Regions from separate parts of the Anas platyrhynchos genome. Here region 2 is linked to region 1. Evidence: chromatin contacts called from public Hi-C data. All regions are on one chromosome and are shown on one strand. Each heading gives the region's core, a stretch centred on a gene start, on an enhancer-like site or on the middle of the called end of the contact. The rest is flanking DNA. Distances are from core to core; before and after follow the strand shown.

Region 1 (6,414 bases), core at 3,368-5,867:
ATGCCATGAAATTCTGCATGATGTCTCATACATAAAACTAATTTAAACTGATTATAATATAATTAAGAGACTTTTCTCCCCTGATGCACAGTTTCTGACTGCCAGGCAACTTAGAACACAATTGTGGATCTCGAGGGACTCGACTTGAATTCCTGGTGTTCTGTGTGACCTTAGCAAATCACAGAGGGGTGGGACTGATATTGGATTGACGTGCCAGGATCAGCCTCAGGGCTGGATCCCGAGTTTGGTAATGATTGGCTTACATTCCCTGTGTGTAAAAGAAGTGTAGGTATATGGCCAAAACAAGCAGCATGCTTAGTAGGGAGCTAACAAGAGCTGATGCAGGGAAACGCTATGAACATGGATGTATGTGAAGTCCCACCCTGGTGCTTGGCACCTTTGTCCTGTTAGGACTCAGAATTTGGAGTCCTCTTCTAGTGGTGAGTGCCAGAATCTGCTCTTTAAAACAATGAATAAAGAGTCCCTGTAGCTTCTCCGCTCCGTGATTTCATTTCACGTCTGCTGCCACAGCATTTTTCTTTGTGTTATTACTGGAAAATACTGGAGCCTGTGCTAATACACAGCCTGCCAAAGGTGTTTGAAAGCCCTATTTGGCTGTCAGCAAACAAAAAATTCCCAATAAGCGGCGTTCATTTTCTTTTAAAGCGTAGCTTGAGGAAATAGTGTCCATCTTCTCTACGCTGTTACCCAGTGGTTAGAGCACTGGCCAGGAAGCGGGAGTTTAATGGCTTTCCTGGGAAGCATTCATACCGCATCCCTGACCACCATGCTGGGGCTGGGAGGAGGAAGAGTAGGAAGGAAGCAGGGAGTCACCACCTTTTCGTTTGAAGTTATGACCCCGTGCAGACAGGGCCTATAAGAGTGCAGGACATGGAGATGGCAGCTGAGGCAGAAGACAAAGTAAACCAAGGATGAGTCTCTGACATGTAGTTAACCACTTGAAAAGAGTCCTGGGCTTTATTTATGCATCTTACTATTTCTATAGTAATAGTCCCTGGATTAAAAAAAATAGTAAATAAATAAATAAATAAAACAGCACTAGCTTGGGAATAGCCTCCAGATCCCCAGAGTCCCTTTTCCTAGGAAAAGGCTACAAAACCACACTTCCCCTTTGTGTCTCCTTCTCTTTCACAACAGTTTTGATGTCAAACCACGTTTGCCTTCTTCTCTGACAATTTCAAGTAATGAGTGGATGAACATTTCCCTTCCACTTGCAGTCCTTCCAAGCACCTAGGACACTCTCCTGGTAGATACCAGGTGTTGACAGAAGTCCCTTTGAGCTGAAAGCTGCTTCTCTCATCACTGGCTTGTCACACTGAAGGTGAGCTCTCCACCAAATGCAGATGGGCACCAAAGCCTGCAGTGGCTACTGACAGAAAAAACTGACCTTACTGGGGTGAGTCTGCTGGGCTCAGAGAACTTCTCAGCTGGACCTCTCTCAAAGCTGTTCAGCTTACTGCCTAGACCACAAGTGGGCACAAACAGGAGACAGGTACCAAGATGCCCAAGATACTTGGGGCAAACCTGGACCTTTCTATCCAGAAAGAGACTAACAGAGTTCAGGTGGCAGCTCAGTGGCATGTTTTGGATCAGAAGTTTTCATTTGCACATGCTCTCTTCTGGGGTCTAGCTCTTAAGCCTTTGAGGCTGCATTTATACATTCAACTGGAGCACAGCCAGAAAGTTGGCAAGCACAGCATGACATTAAGAGGTCTGTGCTTCTGTTTCATCGTGGCCAAGCTCTTCTCAAAGCAACCTATGCTTCACAAGAGGCAAAGGTGAACTTTTAGAAGAAAGAGATCCCAGGCTAGGTATTTGCTAGCTTGAATTAAATCAGCCTCAACAAAAAATGGGCATAAATAACAGCATTTGAAGGAATCTAATTCAAAAAGCAGTTCCTTCTAAGTTGCATGAGTTTTACTGTGTCAATGACAGTTCCCAGTAACATACTAAAGGAATTCTGCAGCAAAGTGCTCTTTTGAGAGCATACAGAAGCTGGAAAAGAATTTTTGAAAGTAAATAAAATATAATTTAGGTCTTGTTTATAACTTAGAGGACATGAATACAACTACTTTATATTTTCAAAAAAATAATTCTGCATTTGGGTATGATTTGCATACTGTTATAGAGGTCCTTATGCAGTTAAAAGAGAAGGAAGTTGATAAATAATCAAGGAAGGAAACACTGAGGTTTAAAACAGCCACAGATTTGTTTTACTTCAGCTTATCATTCTAAAAACTCAAATGCTGTAATTCTGGATGGGTTGCCAGATTGTTTCCTTCATAATTCTGCCTCTCTCTTATCCATTCTTTAGGGATCAAAAACAAGCATATTAACTCCAGCCAGTGAACACACAAATCAAACAAACACATTCCCCTAACTTCAGGCTCTGATTAATTCTGCTAGTAGCCTTTGACCTTGATTTCCACAGTGTCTTGCAGTACACGCAGGAGCTTGACCCGGTATCGGAAAACTGCAGAGATTTGGTCTGGAAAAAATAAAGCCACCTTCATCTCCATTACCAAAGCGCTACATTAAAATCTATCAAACAAAGAGCTGAAATCTGAAGTTTAGGCCTTGGAGCCAGTTTCACAATCTGTTTCCTGTAGCCAGAGTTCATTCGCAGCCAGTGGAAAAAACAACTTCTAAAAGATAAAAGGCAGTGCTATGACTCTCAATCAATCTTAGCGTTCAGTGTGGGAATATAAGCCCTACTGAAGTCTAACATCAAGGCGTCAGTTTTGATTCGATTTCACCTTATTGATCCCTGATGTATGTAGGTGTTGTCAGAGACACCCAGCGAGCACAAACTTACCATGGGAAAAACAAGGTACATCCAACCCCTGAAGATCAAGATTTAGATAGAAATAAAGCAAGCATTCGTGACTTGCCTACTCACAGGAAAACTGGGAGACTGTAATGAGTGACAACAGAACGGGACAGGAAGCTGAATGGTAGCTAACATTAAAAAAAAAAACATAAAAGGCCCTGGCAGCATTATTTTCTTTGAACCCATCAGTTATGATGGGTGGAGGCCTCGAGTGCTTAGAGAAGTAAAGTCTCGCATTTATTGCAGGTGGTGATGATTTTGGTAGATATATTGTTCACAAGGGTGCCAAAGGCCTAGAGGAAGCAGCTGCGTGAAGCAGCCCAGGCCTGTTCACGCCACCAAACAATAGTAACTCAGCCTTGCTGCAGAAAGGTTTTTAGAGGAGGAATGGGGAAAAATAGAACGGTCTGCCTTGAAAGCTCCAGGTAATGATGGAACGATGCTTGTTTTGCAAGCTTTGGAGAAACTGTGCCAGGAAAACGAAAGGAATGCCTGATGGAGAAAGCAGATTGTTTGCAAATAAAGGAGCTGTTGATGGCTAGTTTTGTGAGCTGGTCCCAGCTCTGCGCCTGGAGTTGGAGTTTCTATATATTTCTGTGATGTTGCTTGGTCTGTATTTAACTTCAGGCCTGAGTTTTGAATGTCAGAGCAGGAAACATGCATGCCAGAAATGCAAAATACCTATGCCAGGCCACATATGGCCAATGTCTTGTTTCTGATTTACCTGCAAGTGCTCTTCAGCATGCTCCAAGCCACGGTGGCTTCAAGGTGGCAGCTGCACCTGGGTGGCTCTGCCCCTGCCTGCACGCTTCCTGCTCCTGACAGCACCAGGAGCCGTGCCAGGAGGCAAATCGGCTCAGGGAGCTGACTGGGCTGAAAATTAACTATCAAAAAGAAACAAAAACAAATAAACAAAAAATTTTGTTTCCTGCAGAAAGGAAGGAAGGAGTCCCTGTGGCCAGGGCAGTGGCAAGGCAGCCCATGGGGCAGCAGCCTGCACCTCACCTGCATCAAAACATTGGGGACCTGCTGCTTGATTTTAGTATCACAGGGAGGGTTTTTTTTTTATAATTTTTACTACTTTTTATTTTTAATTTTAAGAAGGCAACTGGACTTGAGCATGGGCTGTTTGCCTTCCCTGCTCCTGCATTTATTTAGGCTACACCAAAGGCTGAAGGTACCTACTTGATAAACCTTTCTGGTTGCTCAAAGCCCAGTATTTTATCATAATTATCATTTATTTATTTTTTTGCCACCACAAGCTTCTGAACTTTATTTTCTTCCTAACCGTCGCCCAGCTTTTTGCTTTTATTTTTGAATTATCTGTTCGGAGATCGAGAAGTTTTGAAATGTTGGACTTGGGGGGAAAAGAAGAGGACCCCCTAGAAGCCCTAGTAGAGAAATAACAGCGACTTCACAGAAATAACAGCGACTTCCCCCCCCCCCGACCTGCCCCGGGGCCGCCCCACCGGTAAACGGGGCTGAGGCGGAGCCGCCCCGAGCACCGCCAGCCCCCCCTCCCCTCCCCACCTCGCATTGCCTCCTGGGACACGTAGTTCCTCCTCCCACCACGTGCACAGCGCCTCCCTCCAGGCGAACTACGCCCCCCAACACCCCTCCTTATACCCACCTCTCCCCTCCCCGATTGGACCCCCGTCGATGAGCGCTGCGAGCCGATTGGCTGTCAGGCACGCCCATCACCCGTTGGGGGCGGGGCGCCCCCTCCCCTCCGCGCCGGGGGGCGGGGCGGAGCCGCCGGCGCCGCGGGGTGGTGGCCGGCTGGAGGCGAAGCCCCCCGCCGCCGGCTGCCGTTGGGCGGCCGTTGGGCGGCCGTTGGCGGCGCCGCTCCCCCGCCGATGCGCTGCGGGCAGCGCCCCGCGGGCTCCTTCTCCTCAGGGGCGGCTCGGCTGCCGCGGCTCCGCCATGGGGCGGCCGGCGCGGGGCTGCTGAGGCGGCGGGGGGGGGGCTCGATGGACGAGCGGGAGGGCGACGTGCGCTGGGACGGGCTCTGCAGCCGCGACGCCGCCGCCCGCGCCGCCGCCTTGGAGCACCTCGGGCAAGCCGTGCTCCGGCGCGGCGGGGCGGCCGCCGCTCCCCGGGTGCTGGCCCGGCTGCTGCTGCTGGCCAAGCGCTGCCCCTTCCGCGACGTGAGGGAAAAGAGCGAGGCCATCCTGAGCGGCGTGCAGGTGAGCCCGCAGGGGTGAGGGGAGAGGGGCCGGCAGCGAGGCTGCGGGGGCTGGGGGAGCCCTGGGGGTCCCTTCCAACTCTCCTGATCCTCTGACAGCTCGGGTGCCTGTGCTGACAGGGCTGGGATACCCCCAGTGCAAAAACAATAAAGGTTTGGGTCTGCGCATCCACCGGTGCATAACATCTCCCAACTTCTCTTTTCTTTCCCAGCTCAGGAGCAGGCGAGAGTCCAGCCAGCGCAGGATTAGCTTTACAGACCTGCTATGCTAACAAAAATAAATGTTACTTTGTACTCTTCCCCCGGTTCACAGTCTAATTATAGGCGCTGGCGTCGCGATTTGCTCCCTCACCTGCAGTTTTTGCGAAGGTCCCGAAGTGCCGCTCGCATCAAAGGGCACTGCTAAAAATACTGCTTTCTGCAGGGTAGGAAAAGGAAATTAAGGTATTTCTTTTACTCACAAGCACATGCATAGAGCCGTACTCAGCATTACCTCCCCGATTCCCACTATTGTGCTTTTTCCCCCTGAACCTTAACAGTCTTCATATGGGGGAATCAAAGGAAGAAAAACATCCCTGTGTGTGTGTATATATAGGCTTTGAAGGAACTTGTAGCTCTGTTCTACTTTGAACTGGTTCAAAGAAATTCTTGGTTTGGATTATTGAAGCTGACAGAGGCTTATTTTGTAGGACTTGTCAGTAGCATGCAATGTGATGAATAAATATGCTATAATTTAATTTATACAGTGTGAGCTGTATGGGGCATGTTTCTTGCGGCAGATTTTACCAGTAAAAGCTGTAAGCGTATCTATGTTGTATATATGTGAAAGGTTTGAGGATCACACTGTTTCTCTTAAACAAACAACAACAAAACCAATAAAACCTTGAGTGTGAAGTTGAAAACTTTATCTGCCACCTTTGCCTCAGTATCTTGCCTGTTAAAAGATACAGCTGAGAAGAAAGGTGGCCCGTTACAGTGAGAGTGGTCAGTCACTGGAGCAGACTGCCAGAGGAAGACTGACTTTTAGCAGGCAGCACTTGTCAGAGCCCATTCGAAGGCTAAATATGTGGTAATCTCTGACCTGAATTTTGGAGGGGGTCAGGCACCTGATCTCCCAAGTCTCTTTTAGTTTTACATACATGAAATTACTGGCACGTTAAACTATTAGTCTTGCTAAGGAACTTTGTTACTAGCTTTTCTAATAGCTGGGATAGTTCCAACAGAAAACAGGCAGCTGCTTCTCCACGCAGCAAGCCCAAGTTCAAATCCCATGGTTGTGAAAGAGGTACATGGATATGAAAACCATTGCATTTACACAAGCTGCAGCAAAGGGTTTACAATGAGTTAAGGAAATAAAATCAAATCCAACATGACTTGA
Region 2 (6,812 bases), core at 1,249-3,748, 290 kb after region 1:
TCATCCCTCGGCTCCATCCCACCAGGATCTCCCTCCCCAGCCGGGAGCCGCGTCCAGCAGCACCCTCCTGGCTGCGTGGACCTGACATTTCAGCATCAGGGACACCGAGGGACGGCCCTAGGGAGCGGGGAAGGATGGAGCAGGTCCGGGACGAGCTCGCAGCCTGCCTCGCATGCCGCACCAGCCGCTGCTAGGCCTCGGGCTGCGCGCAGGAGCGCAAAGCCCCAGCTGCACGCCGCGTGCGCTGGGTAAACAACCCACAGACCGGGCTCCATCGGCTTCTTTTCAGCTCACTTATTGAAACAGCAGCGATCCGGGCTGCTGGCTGGCACCACCACGGGAGGAGCAGCCCCGAGAGCAGCACCGTCAGCGCAGGGGACGCCAAGCCAATGTGCGGGGTGGCCACACGGCCACCAGCTCCACGGCTCGGCCAGCGTCCCGGAGAGACGCCAAGCCCCGGGTTTCCCTCTGCTGCCTGTGGGGCACGTGTGGCAGATCGCTGGGTTTGCTGTGCTGCTGTGGTTTTGTGATTTTTTTTGTTGCTTTTTTTTTTTCCTTGAAGGAAACAGGAGCTGCTCTGGCGCTGAGCTTTGAGACTAGGGCTGGCGCTGCGTGAAAGCAACTCCGCTCACTGCAATCGCGAGCAATACGGTGCGTGCAACTTCAAAACAACAAGCCTTGGAGAATAATGTTTATGGCTTTAAATAAAGCCCTTTTTAGACTTTTGGGGGCACTTTTTATCCTCTTCCTGCTCGCCCCCACCTACAGCAGACCAGCCTGCTCCAGCATCTCCCCTCACTCCACCACCTGCACAGGGCACCAGCGACGCACCCCACACCCCCCACACACCCCATTTTACCCCCGTTAACCCAATTTTTAATCAAAACCCCACGCCGGCTGCCACATCCCACTCGCGGCAGGCGACGGGGCGACCCCCAATTTCTTCCCCTCACCTTCCAGCCGGCCGAGCTGTTGCTGTCGCCCTTGTCCTTGAAGTAGGGCACGCAGCGGACCATCCAGTCGTAGATCTGCGACAGGGTGAGCCGCTTCTCGGGCGAGCTCTCGATGGCGCGGGTGATCAGGTCGGCGTACGACAGGTTGCCCCAGGCGTTGCGCCGCGACGAGCACTTCCTCGGCGCTGCCGCCGCCGCCGCCGCCGGGCTCCCACCGAGCCCCCCTCCTCCTCCTCCTCCTCCTCCTCCTGCAGCACCCCCTGGGGATGAGCTCGGCCCCTCCGAGCCCCCCCCGGGCAGCGGGGCCAGCAGCCGAGCCGCCTCCTCCGGCACCACCGCGGCCGCCGCCGCCGCCTCCTCCTCGCCGCCGCCGCCGACGGCCATGGCCGAGGCGCCCCCCTCGTCGTCGTCGTCCTCCTCCTCGGGGATCATGGAGGCGGCGTCGGCGGGCGGCTCGCCCGGGGGCTTGGCGGGGCTGGGCTGCAGCTCGGGCCTCTGCAGGGGCCAGGTGCAGGAGCGGGGGCGGCTCTGCGGCTCGAACTCGGGGTCCAGCTCCACGGCCAGCGGCGACAGCGGGGCGGGGGGCGACGCCTCTGCCATCTTGGCCCCGGGGCGCTTCACTCCATGCGGGCAGGACAGGACAGGACCCTCCCCACACACACACACACCCCTTTGGTCCCGGAGCCTTCGGGGTACAGCCGAGACTTTGTGGTTTTTCCTTTTTCTTTTTTTTTTTTTCCCTCTTTTCTTCAGAGCGCCCTAAAGGGAGCCCGAGTCTTTGCAGCCGGCCAGGTGCATGCTAGCGGGAGCCCGTCACTTTGCGGTGCCCCCTCCGCCCCAAAATCTGGTGAAGGCCACCCCGGGGGCTTCAACAAAAAATAATAATAACGATTAAAAAAAAAAAAAATCGCCGATTAAATCCTTCTTCTCGCAGGGAGCAGATCAAATCGCCGGTCTTCCAACAGGTCCGGAAGCTTTCAGCCCTCCCCAGGGCCGCCGCCGCCGAGCAGGGGTTTTGTTCCAGCAGCAACACCACGCTCATAACCTCCTTGCTCCTGCTGCTGCCATCTTGACAGCTTTCCCCCCTTTTCGCTCAAGTCATTCCCCGAGCCCGGGCACAGCGGGGGAGAGCAGCACCGGGAGGGGATGCGGGGGGGGGGGGGGGGGGGGGGTGTCCGCGGCCACCTCCTCGCCGCCAGCAGCAGCGGCAGCAGCAGCGATCCCGATTGCCGGGGAGGCAAAAGCAGCGCTGCCGCACGGCTCCTGCTGCTCCTGCTCCTCCTGCTCCTGCGCCTTGGGCTCCTCGGAGCCTTCCCTTTAAAGGCGAAGGAGGCGAAAGCGGCGGAGCCTCCGCGAGCGGCTGGCGAGAGCCGAGCGATCCCAGCAGCCGGGCTGCCGCAGCCCTCCCGAAGAGCAGCAGCAGGCTGTCACTCGGCTGGTCGCCGGCTCCTTGCACATCCCTCCTCCTCCTCCTCCTCCTAACAACCACGGGCAGCAACACAAAGTTATAGGCGCACGCAGGGAGCCGCAACCTAACCGCACGGCGCCGCCTGGCCCGCCCACGGGCGGTGTCGCGCAGGGGCCGCCCCGGCGGGGAGGGACCGGGGTGGGATCGGGGCGGCCGCTGCGTGGTCCCCGTGTCCCCGTGCTGTCCCCCAGCTCCTCCTCTGGTCCCCCGAGGGGAGCTGGGGGAGGTTTTGGGGCTTGGGGGGCCGGCCCGAGTGGCTGGGTGCTGTGGGAGGTGCTGAGGTGTGCGGAGTGCGGCGTGGTGCTCCAAGGGACCCCGTATTCCCATATTCCTCACTTCTTGTGGTTTTTAAGCGACGCAAATCCATACTTTGGGTTTTTTCGTCACGTCCAACACCTCTTCAGCACCTTGCTCTGACTGAAAACCAGCGCTGGCTGCCACAGCCACGCTGCTTCCCCTCCAAATCACCCTCATGGGCCATAAATTGGTGTACAAGTTACAGCAGCGAGCTTTATTTTGGGGAGCCCGATTCATCCTGCCACTTCTCAGGACTTCCATGCACCCACGTGCGCGCAGTCCCGCTGCCCCGAGCACAAGGCTGTTGCAGAGAGCCCGCCGGAGCAGCTCGCCTGACGACGCAGCTAATTACGGGTTGGGAGAAGGGCTGACCCACAAAGCCGAAGGATATAGAGCTATTAATACGGATGTCGTTACAAATACAGAACATAGCGACGTGTACCTATCAGTTCTTGCCCGGTCTTGGGTCAGCCTCGTCACGGACTAGATTCAGGGCAAAAACAGGGTCGGCTCGGGCACCAGACAAAAAAGCACGCGTGCTTCTGAAGCGTTTCTCCATAGAACTGCTATTTTCTAGACAAATTATTCCTGATTTATCTGGCATCGCAGACGAGCGATGAGGTTTGAAAACCGTTCGGTGCGATTAGAGAGCAGGAAGGCCCTGATCCCGGATGCCTCACACGTCCTGCTAAGTAAGGGCAACAGCCCTCCGGCTCCAGATAGGCTTCGAATTCAAGTGGCACTCGTTAGGAGTAGTTCAGCGTGATTTTATTACCAGGGACAGCGTTTCAGCATGCATACAATTAATCCTCAGCTGTCTAAATATAGCAGGAGACACTGAATTAATCAGAATAAATGCAGGTTCGGGTCATGGAAATGATTTTCACTGCAGCTCCCTTTTGGGTCACCACATCGCGTGCCCCGCTGCGGCTCTCGTTGCGACACGGCCCCTCACGGGAATGCGAGGCAGCTGGGTCCCTCAGAAGGACACCACCAGCTACTGATGGTGTTGGGAACATTTTTTAGCAGCTGCTAGGGGAGGAGGAGTACAGTAACACTGAAGAGTCACGAACCAAGAGGGTGTGTGATGGGAAGGTGCTTGGCCAACGACCTCGTTCGTCCACGAGGAGGCCCTGCTTGTGACATGCAGCAGAGCCAGAGCAGCTGCCAAGCTGTGCCGGACACCAAAGCCTTTCCCAAAACCTGCCGGTGCTCGGGGCTGCGTGTGGCCGGCGCTGAAACCTCCCCGCAGAGCGTTTCCTCAGGTCCCGAGGTTCCGGGGAATTGCAGTGCTCTGACCTTGGGCTGGATTACAAGCTGAAAATCTCGTCCTAAATGATATTATCGTCTTCATTTATTTATTTAATTGGCATTGCATTACTGCACAGGCATCACCATTAGGGCTCATTGTACTAGGTGAAGGCCCTGCACGTGGTCAGAAATGCTCCACTCCCAGACAGAATTGCAGCCTAAGTAAGGCAGGCCAGGGCGGGAGAAAGGAAATAAGTAGTAACCCTATTAAAGAGATGATGGACTGAGGCACTGAGCAATTACATGACTCTGCTGAGGTCATACAGGAAGCCCGTGTCAGAACTGAGAAATAAAACCAGATCTCCCGAGTGCCAGCCCCGGCCCTTTACTGCAGGATTACCTTTCCTCCTCAAAATCCACGGGTGTTGCAGCCACGCAGCATTAATCGTGCAAGTCACTGTACCGGTTCCCCATACCTCCGCGCAGCATTTGTGTGCGCGTTATAGTGCCATTTAGAGGCAGGCTTAAAACCACAGCTTAATTGTTCCTATACATTTGGCTTACCAGATGTGTGCGAGCCACATGGAAAGACAGAGGAACCCGTTGTTACCACTGTGCTGTGACTGGGACCACTGCAGTGAAGTATAAAAACTGATCAAAATTGAATCTAAAACCTGCACGATTTCCAGTCTCTTCTGTTAAGTACTTCAATGCCCCCAGGGTGGGATTTTCAGAAAGTCTCAGTTTATGGGAGTTTTATCGCTAACTTCAACAGGAATAAAGTTAGGCCAGCCCCGAGGCCATCTGAAAAACTCACTCACTTACTGTGCCTACTTAGACTGAGAGTGTTTCAGTGCTGTGTCTTCCTCTGCACCTCCTTTTATACACTTGAGTAAGGAGAGCAGATACTAGGAACAAGTATCCATTAGGAACAAGTATCAAGTATGGTGGATTAGGCAGCCACCTTCTTACAGAGAGAGTTGCGTGGCAATCACTTTCTTGGATAGAAAATGGAGTTCAGTTACTTCTATGCAACCATGTATTTTCATTGAATCACAGGAAGGACCTCCGTAACAATGTATGTGTTGGCAAGCTGTCCTACACCTTTTTAAGTAATGTATTCCTTTAAAAGCTGTTCTCCATGCCATAGGCAGGACCCGATATGGATCCAGTGGGGTCACAGCTCCTTTGCAGCTGAGTCATTGCTGTGTGTTATCCAGGTCACACATGGACCATTCAAGACCCGTGAGATGAGGGGCCTATGGCATAGTGCCTAGGGGAAAGTAGCAGTCCTATGACAACCCTCTGGGTGGCAATCCTTATAAGTGATTTTTCTTTGTTGAGATTAAGTCTTTTAAGCTTTTATGTTCGACTACAGAAGGCTATTGTCAGCTCAGTTTTCCTCCCGAGTCTTCCATTTTGTTGATTCAGAAAGTCAGCTTCTCATCAGATGTTCGTGCACCAGTTTCTAGCAGTAACCCAGATCTGATCACTCCTTCCTTCTGCCATAACCTACATTCCCGCTGGGCTGGTAGCTGGAGAAGTGCAGGTCACGTTTCTGGCTTTGCCTCTTTCTACAAACAGGCTATTGCAGAAGCATAGGTGTACACTTGGAGGCACAGCTAAAGTTGCCTTGGGGTGGGGGGGCAGACCTGGAACTTTTCCTCACCCTTATCACCATCCATTGTAAAGAGTAACTGCTGTTCAGCAAGACAATGTTATACTGCAGTTACCTTAAACAATGGCTGCATTGTCTGCATGGACTTCACACAACCAAGTACATAACGGGCCCTTTTGTGAGCCACCTGCAGCCAGGTCTCCAAAGGCTTCGTGCCCACTGCAATAACTGTGCCTAGCCCTCCCATCGGCAACTTCTGACTATTTTTTTTGTTCTTCCCACAGTTCGTTACTAAACACAGGCTGGGCAAAGGGCAGCGGGTTTTGCGCCCAATTCAGAGCAACCTGAGCACTGATTAGAAAATGTCATCTAGGAGCCAGCCAGCTTCAGACTTTGAGACTTTAGCTTTTCTGCCCAATTTGGCTAAAACTGGCTAATGGGCTCCAAAGTTATTAGGGAAAGATTGGCTGACTGGCAGATAGACACAGAGCAAGGGTCCAAACGGTGCCGTGGAGACACGAGGGGGTTGCCAAAGACAGTGACAGAGTTCCCACTCCAAAATTTTCCTCAAAGGGATGAGCTGCAATTTAGAGATCAGTTGAAGTTGGATCTCAGCCTATGAACTGGCTGACCAAACACTGTAACAGAGGGGAGGGGAAGGAAGAGAAGTGCAGCAGCAGAAGGAAACGGCAACATTACTACTCTTCCCCCAATGATCTTGATGGTTTGGGGAGCACAACCTTTACAACTGAACCCTCAAAACCAACCAAATAATATTAAAAAAAAACCGACAACTGGAGGTGGGAAAATTCAACCCTGTATCTTCAAATTGTTATTAGAGGCTTCCCTCCTTGTAGGACAAGACTCCCAGCTTCTCATGGATGGAGAAGGGTTTCCATCAGTATTTAATTCACCTAATAACAGCCACACATAACCCCACACAGCTGTGCCACCAGCTCTCTCAGCTTTATTTACAAGCCCCAGAATAGTGGTGTTTTCCTGAAATCCCCTTTTTTTAAAGTCGTGTTAAGGACACGGCGCTCGGCTTCCATCTTAACCAGCAGCCAAGTTTCTGACGCGCCGTGGACGTGGCCCAAGCACACTTCTAGGGCCAGGAATAGAAAAAAAAAAATAAATAAGAAAACTGATTGCCTTTTACAAAACCTTTTAAATCTGATTTTTATTGTATTTTTTTTAACTTTGCACCATAGCTTGTGAACACTCG

Evidence for each region. Hi-C and Micro-C count contacts between places; a contact is called where the count stands out from the background.
Region 2: a contact with region 1 is called in a Hi-C map of skeletal muscle, with 2.0 times the contacts expected there. The contact joins the promoter of FOXO3 here to the promoter of SESN1 in region 1. A contact is called at or near these places in 2 of 8 Hi-C or Micro-C datasets (liver and skeletal muscle).

The regions. Positions count from the first base shown.
Region 1 is chr3:73,264,167-73,270,580 of IASCAAS_PekinDuck_T2T, forward strand. SESN1 (sestrin 1) reads left to right here and starts at 4,618. Exons shown (of 12, transcript XM_038175890.2): 1 at 4,618-5,037. The coding sequence starts at 4,708. CEP57L1 (centrosomal protein 57 like 1) reads right to left here and starts at 4,622. Exons shown (of 11, transcript XM_072036121.1): 1 at 4,482-4,622.
Region 2 is chr3:73,558,006-73,564,817 of IASCAAS_PekinDuck_T2T, forward strand. FOXO3 (forkhead box O3) reads right to left here and starts at 2,499. Exons shown (of 3, transcript XM_038176048.2): 1 at 954-2,499. The coding sequence starts at 1,553.